2 separate regions of the Zea mays genome follow, and region 2 is linked to region 1. The links are chromatin contacts, called in public Hi-C maps. All regions are on one chromosome and are shown on one strand. Each heading gives the region's core, a stretch centred on a gene start, on an enhancer-like site or on the middle of the called end of the contact. The rest is flanking DNA. Distances are from core to core; before and after follow the strand shown. Region 1 holds the start of LOC100216656 (Signal recognition particle protein). Region 2 overlaps LOC100381508.

Region 1 (3,732 bases), core at 1,083-3,582:
CTATTCATACTCATGCGACTACAATGACACCAATTGATTGGTAGTCAAACTATGGCTCAGAAACACCAAACTTGGCAGAGGTGGTTTTAAAAGTTCTATCTCAGCTAATCAGCAGCTCCTCGGCTGAGAGAGTTTGGAGCACATATTCATATATTCATAAGGTGAACAGGAACAAAGTGAATTCCAAAAATGCAGATAATCTGGTCTATATCCATTTCAACCTTCGTCTTCAATCGAGTCATTTTGGGTGCATGGTCTCTGTGGAAACATAGAAATAGGTGTGTTTTTGATAAGTGTAACCCTAGCGCTGCGGACTGCGGTGGTGTTGGCAGCTGCAAGGGAGGAGTTAATGGGTTGGCGTATGGCTGGAGCCAAAGCGCTCTCTTTCTTCTATTTAGAAGAGGTGTCTTAGTTGTATGGGGTGTGTCTGGTGTTGTTAGGCAAATGACCAAATGTAACAACTATGTACCGGGGTTTTCTCCCCCTTTCTTCTTCTTCTTAATACAAAAATACGCAGCTCTCCTGCGTATTCAAGAAAAAAAAGAGTGCTACAAAGCAGGACCTAGTTACAGGTGGGATGCAGATCCAAATAACACTATCTTGGATGAATCAGGATTGAAGCTCGAAAGGCTACGTTGGAAGAATCTGCAAGACGATGTTGATGAATAGGACTGCAGCAGAGTGCAGAAGTCAAGACTCCAAGTCCATTTCCCATATTTTATATAACTATGAAATTATGTTTAATGTAACTCAAACTAAATTATCCAGTTTCAGACTTTCGGCATATGGAAAATTTGATGTCTTCATTTTATATTAGTAGCAAATTAAGTAGTGAACCAAAATCATTTGGATCGTGTATCAATCTGTTTTTAATTGTCCCGGGATCATCGACCCAAACACACAAGGATCGCGAGCCTTAATATGTTGAACCGATCCGGGAACATTGATCCATCGTACTCAGATTCATGTATCCAAATTAAGATTCACGTCCCGAAGAGGTATACACCCCTCGTACCGTACTCTTTAAAAATATTAAACCTCGTCCCTCGACCCGAGAACTTTGTGACTATGGTAAAAATCTGCACCATTGCCATTTATATAAAATAACAAGTGAACCAGAGAAGCCTCGGTAGCGGTCAAATGCTTACCAAATACCATATATGTTTCATGTTTGGTTACAAGCACGTCTGTTCGTTGAAAAATGTTCCAATAAAATGCTGTCTAATAAAGCATTTACTCTGAAAGTGAACATCCCTCATGTAACTACCATTGTTCAATTATATATAGCTGAAGATCTATCATATAAAGGCAGTGTGCAGGGATGAATTTCAGCTATGAAACCTATACTTACATGGCTCCAATATATATTATTTAACCTTCAGCACAATTTGCTTACGAAATACCTCAAACTGTTGGGAGAAATCAGTTGTGCAACCATAATGCATTGTCACAAACATTACTTGATATATAAAAGAGTCACAAAAAAATATACATATACTATTTCAGTAACAAAATATATGAATACCTGAAGTTCATACAGATCCATCCAACAAAAGAACTTATGATCTAAGTCCAACAGCAACACAGCAATACTAATGTTCACTAATGATGCACAATTCTCAGATTTGGCATACTAAAGAATCAGATAGATCCTATTGTCTTTCATATGATTAACCAGGTGCCACTGGTTGCCCAATACATTTTCAGAATACTGAATTTCAGGGCACCTGCTCCTATATATCCAACCATCACATTTAAAAAATAACACATCTGACAACCTCTCACGGAACACACAACATAGATCCAATGGTAGGATCACTTATCAAGGTGTGTGATCTTACCCTTCGATCACCCAATTCTATAAGCTATAAATAACAAGTGTATCATCAATCAGCTCCTCTGAGTAAATACAGCTTAGGATAAGGTAGTACCTCGCGGTCATCAGTGACCTTGAGCACGAGCTTCCCCTCGCAGTGCCGATACTTCATCACGTAGCGGGTCTGCAGACACACGCGCACAAACAGGTTAGGTAGGATCAGACACACGGAATGGAGCAGGAAGGAATTTGGAGAAGAGAGGGGATCGGGCGACGACGGCGTACGGTGTTGGGGTCGGCGCGGAAGAGCTGCACGGACCGCTCCACGAACTCGTCCCAGGAATCCACGTACACCATCGCTGCGGCGGAAAAGGGGAACGTGCGGCGTGGCCGGATCTAGGTGGGGCGACCTTGCGGGACGAAGAGGCCGCCGCGGGACAAATACGGTTTGCTTTGCTGCTCGTCTTGGCCGCGGCGTGCTGGACATGCGTGCCGCAGATGAGTATCAGGTCATCCGCCTGCCACAACCCCTCCTGGCCTTTGGCCACCGTTTTCTATGGACAAGGGTTTAATTTTACCCCAAAAAACGCCCACACAAAGGTTTCACGGCTAGGAAAATCTTTCCATTTGTAAAGTATTTTTTGTGTCATAAGTTAAAAAAAATATATTTGTCATAAAATAGATTCGTGCATTCACGAGGGCATAAAATAAAAGCTAAAACTATACATAATATACATAAATGAGGATTTGTGCCATGGTTGTTGGCTCCAAACCCACATTAACACATACTTTGCGAATATAATATAAGTCTCTTTGTGTTTTATATTATATACTCAAACACAAACAGAAACTAGCAACATACAGACACTTTTGCTAGTATTACATATAATCTCTACTGCTAAAAAGAGCACGCGAAATCATTTCACTGCTCTATCGTTTATCTGAAAGGAGAGTGACGTGTGATATAGCGAGGTTGGTGAGTGTAGTGGTTTGACACCTTTAGGTATTGTTTGGGAACTCCATTTTTCCAAGTGATTCCTATTTTCATAAGGGGAAATGAATTAATTCCCCTTGGAAAAGGGAAATCCCTTGCGAAAATAGGGTTCCCAAACTAGCCCTTAGAAAACCTAAAACCACTACCTAGCCCATCAAATTCACTCCACCCAAACCTATCAGCCCAACTATATGAGATGGAGTGTTTAAAGAACTTCTAAGATCCCCACATCAAAAACAAATGTGGATTCTCAAACTTAACCATCTTACGAACCCAATTGATACTTTACCATCTCTAGTGATCCCCTTCCTAGAGTATTGCAAGAAGGATGGTCACTTGGTTGAGTTTTGCTTTAGGAGAAAGAGAGATGAGTGGCAGGGTTCTGAGGTGAGCAGCAGGAACATGTATCACCTCTCTCATGGTATACATGTCCCTCATAGTAAGAGGTGTCCTGCTAGGTCTAGAGATGCTTTGTCTCAGATTGCTAGGCCTTAAGTAGTAAGACCATATGGTGGTCAAGCCCGGTGTGGTGTTGGTCATGTGCCATTTGACCAAAGACCCCATGGTCGAATTTCTTCTCATGGTGATCGCTACCCCCTATGGGACTCATGATGTTTGACGTTTTTTTATAACGCTTTTCAGGGGCAAATTCCACAACACTATTACTCTTCTCAGTTTACTAACCCTAGTGTTGTGCCATTTGCTCACCCTATGTCCCTCTATTATGTAGGACAAAGGCCTAGAGAACATATGGCTCATGGATTCTAGATGTTCGTGCCACATGACTAGAAACACTAGATGGTTTTCTAGCCTCGACCATGTGATCGAAAAGGAGTACATCACTTTTATAGGATAACACTAGCGGTAAAAGTTGTCTCTTATGGCACCATTCATGTTCTCAAGGATGTTGCATTGGTTTCCA
Region 2 (3,973 bases), core at 809-3,308, 140 kb before region 1:
AATTTGGACCTTTTCCTTTTAATAATAATATACCTATTTGGAGTTTTAAATATTGATACTATTTTTCATAAATAAACTGAGTCAAACTTAAGTTTGTTAACCAAACCCAGATTTCCTTCCTTTCTGCTAATATTCTTCAGCTCCTGTATACACTACATTTGCTCTTGTGGCTATTAATTAAATTGAGCTGAATTATAACGTTTATGTCTTTGATCTTATCTCATGTAGGCAAAACAAAATCATGTTGATGTACAAAGGGCTGCTTTAAGATGCCTTTGTCTCCTTGGACTGTTAGAGAACAGACCTAATGCAGAGTTGGTGAAGCAGCTACGCTTATCTTTCATCAATGGGCCTGACTTGGTTAGTGCCATAGCATGCAAGGCCTTGATTGACCTTGTAACTTGGCATGGGCCACAAGAAATAGATCGAGCCATTGGAATTGAATCGCCAGATCCTAGCTACGAAAAATCTCAGTTCACTCAAGTTGACCTCTCTGATATGAATGATGATGATCTAAACATTGGAGTTCTTGATATTTTATTTTCTGGATTTCATAAAGATCACTGGGAATTCGATCTAGAGGGTGACAATCATGATAATGTCCCAACCATTCTTGGTGAAGGTTTTGCAAAGATTCTTCTCCTCAGTGGGAATTTTGCAAGTATACCTGCTGATTTGCATACTGTTATCCTCGCTAAACTCATTAAATTGTATTTCTCAGAGGAAACTAAAGAGCTCGAAAGGTCAATCGCTCATTTATCCTCTGCTACTTAAACACATTTGTTTTCTTTTTATTCTCACAAATGCTTTCTTTTTTCTGTTTCAGATTGAAACAATGTATGTCTGTCTTCTTTCAGCACTATCCAGCACTTTCAGATAAACACAAGGCAAGCTGATAAAGCTTACCATACACTGGCTCAAATTATTTTACGTGACTTTATCCCAGGTCAAATTTACTGACCGACTGAATAAGCTCAGATCAAATTTATTGATTGCCTTTCTTTTGACAGAGTTGTATCTGCAACGCATTTGTACCTGTCATGAAAGCCATGTGGCCTGGTTTATATGGTAATGCTGGGGGTAGCACTCATGTTATTTCAAAGAGACGGAAACTTGCGGTTCAAGCTTCTCGTTTCATGGTGCAAATGGTGCAAACCCAATTATTTTCAACCGAAAGTATGGACCAAGCTTCAAAAAGTTCTGAAAGTGCTTCAGGTTTAGCAGATGCGTCAAACAATTTTGACATCAGCGAGGAAGGGCTTGCTATCCGTATAGCACTAGAGGTATCATTGAATAATCCAGGAAATACATGTACATTTTATTCTAATATTGCTGGACACCAAACAAATATCCTCTCATTTTTTTGGTGTGAATTATACTATATAAGTTCTAGGGAAAAACTGACATCATGTGGTGCAAATGCTCTAGGTAGCCAGTTGCCCAGATAAGAAGACCGCAGCTGGGAAAGCATATGCTTTGGCCCTGTGCAAGGTTGTGGTCCTTCTAAGATTCCGGCAATCAGAACAGAAGGCCATCAAGTGCATGAGAGGCCTTGTGAATCATTTGGCTGCTTCAGTGGCTTCCGACAAGGAGCTCGGGAAGGAGCTAGCTCAAATGGCTGCACGGCTTAGATCGCTTGATGCCTGTCCAGACGAAGAACTTGCACAAGATGACGCAGATGCCATATTCAGTACGTCTAATGGAAAATAAGAACCTAAATCATGTCCATCCATCTCTGCATCTTCGCAAGCTTTCATTTCTAATGGTTCTTATCGTACCTTATTCTTGTTGTTATCTCAGAGAAACTAGGATTCGATGATGGCTTCAAGTTGGACACCAATCAAGCAGTGCCTCCTACACCAGCACCACGGTCAGTCCGGCCTCCGGCTCCTGCCAGGAGAAGAGCGAGACAGGCACCGTCCTCTAGCGATGACAGTGACGAGGAAGCGGGAGAAGCTGACGTGCCTGCAACATCGGCAAGCAGGGTTCCAGCCACTCCCAGTATGACTGCTGCTGCACGTTCTCAGAGAGCAAGCAAGACTGCTGCTCTGAGCAAGATGTCTGCAAAACCTGCTACCGCGTCTGATGACAGTGAGCTGGACGGGCAGTCTGACGTCACGAGCGAGGAGGATGCATCCGATGAGGAGTCGTTATAGCCTTATAGGTTGCTGTTATTGTCTCGTGTAATCGTGGACTGGAGTTTCTGATGACGTTGTTGAGCGGAAGAACCAAGTAATCTAACTAAATTAATTACAGCGGTGACATATTGTCACTGCATTATGTATTTCTTTCGTGTTACTAAGTATGATTTAAAGCCTTCATTTGCGTTTGAGCTGCAGCAATCTGCACAGACGGTTTTATAAGCAGCAAGTGATTAGTTTTAAATAAAAGTCCTGACGGTGGTAAATTTAATGGTAGATTGTCTGTTTCGAACATAGTTGTGGGTAAATATGGTCGAGTACGCGTAGGATGCCAAAAGGGTACGGGTTGTGTGGTTGTTGCACAGACGTTTTGCTTTGTTTACAAAATAGCCGCGCATGCTCAGAAGTCATAAGCGGCTAGTTCCCAGACTCCATCCAACATAGCAGCATCTTGCAACGAACTCGGATCTAAATAAATACGACAGCGTCAGCTTGATAGGCATTGACCACAAAATACAACATGATCAATTTTTTACAATGTATGCAGTTCCATCGGCTAAACAGGGTCAGCCCTGAAGGGGCACTGCTGCCATGGGCCCGAAATCTAAGCAGCCTATGTACACCGTACCGTATACAGAAGAGAGTGGCCTTGCCGTCTTGCTCAGCAGTCAGCACCATGTATAGCGCGACGCCGAGACACCACAATTACGGTTAGCAGTGTTGGCACGTTTACAACAATCAGCAGATTTTATGGGGAGAAGTAACTAGATATTGTGGATATTAGTTTTATTTTTTTTGAATCAGGTTCCTTAAAACCTGAAGCGTTTCGGAACGCTCTCCGCATTCGGTGGTCGTTCCGCCTGTCTCGCGCTGACGCGTGGTATGGAGAAGACAACCACGATGTATACGCGATGGACCCGAATTTATCATCAAATCTGGTTGAGCTATCTCGCGTCCGCTCCCTCCGGCCTCTCTCTCTCTCCCCTGCTTCTCAATCACTGTCCCACGCCGCCTCCCGCTTCCCCTCACGCTCGCCGGCGACTTAGCCGTCTACCGGCGGCCTGCTTGGTGCATCTCACCGTGGGAGGCAGAGATTAGCTGATCTGGTGTTCTCGCCGCTCGGAGAGGTGGTTCTGTGGAGGCGGAGGAGGTAAGTTCCTCGTCGTCGACACACCACCATACTCCCTTGGATCTCATTCGTCCCCACCACCGTCGCCGACACACGGCTCGTCTAAGGAGCGAGGCCACCAACCTTGGCTTCAGCGTGCTCCTTTTCTTCCCTGCTACCATTTCTCTCGCCTTGCTCGTGACCATATCCCTGCTGCGCTGCTTTTCCTTGCTACATTCACCGTCATGCTCTTTCCAAGCTACCTGTCGTCGTTCGTCTCCATTATTATTGCCTTGCAGCAGCAGCACCTCGAGCTCTCTCTGTATGCTGTCCGCTTCTTCTTTCTCTGTGAGACCACGTTCCCGGACCAGTGGAGGCACAACATTCCGGAGGGCGTTGCCGCAGGCGGCGTGGCATATTGGGGGTCTTCCTAGGGCGCACCTATCTGTAGTCTAGCTTGATGTTCGATACAAGCATGGATGGTCAGTTCTCTAGCTGTCGCCTGCTCCCGCACATAAAGGTAGGATTGAATGTCTCCATCCTGGTGATGGCAGAGTACTTGAAGTTGTATATGACCCTGGATTGGATGCTACGGGCCTTATTGATCGTGTGTTGTATTTCCTCATAGAGGGGAAAGGTATGATTTCTATTCTGAAGCTGAAAAAATACTATCTCAGAACGTGGATTCCAATTTCTCTGTCCATGCCTATGAAGCAAGCTGTCT

Evidence for each region. A called contact is a pair of places that touch in the nucleus more often than the background predicts.
Region 2: a contact with region 1 is called in a Hi-C map of ear, with 1.9 times the contacts expected there. The contact joins the enhancer-like site here to the promoter of LOC100216656 in region 1. A contact is called at or near these places in 2 of 25 Hi-C or Micro-C datasets (ear and leaf).

Annotation. Positions count from the first base shown.
Region 1 is chr9:33,046,510-33,050,241 of Zm-B73-REFERENCE-NAM-5.0, reverse strand. LOC100216656 (Signal recognition particle protein) reads right to left here and starts at 2,332. Exons shown (of 4, transcript NM_001143067.1): 1 at 2,102-2,332; 2 at 1,932-2,000. The coding sequence starts at 2,173.
Region 2 is chr9:33,190,311-33,194,283 of Zm-B73-REFERENCE-NAM-5.0, reverse strand. It overlaps LOC100381508, which reads left to right. Exons shown (of 12, transcript NM_001361435.1): 8 at 229-743; 9 at 827-887; 10 at 1,011-1,283; 11 at 1,429-1,690; 12 at 1,801-2,331. The coding sequence ends at 2,156. Among protein-coding and RNA genes, the nearest start is that of LOC103638219, 3.2 kb to the right of the region's middle. Within about 2 kb of position 2,058, at least 7 of the 20 cell types and tissues checked have an H3K27ac peak or open chromatin away from gene starts, as enhancers often do. A contact at or near this core is called in ear, where this site is marked.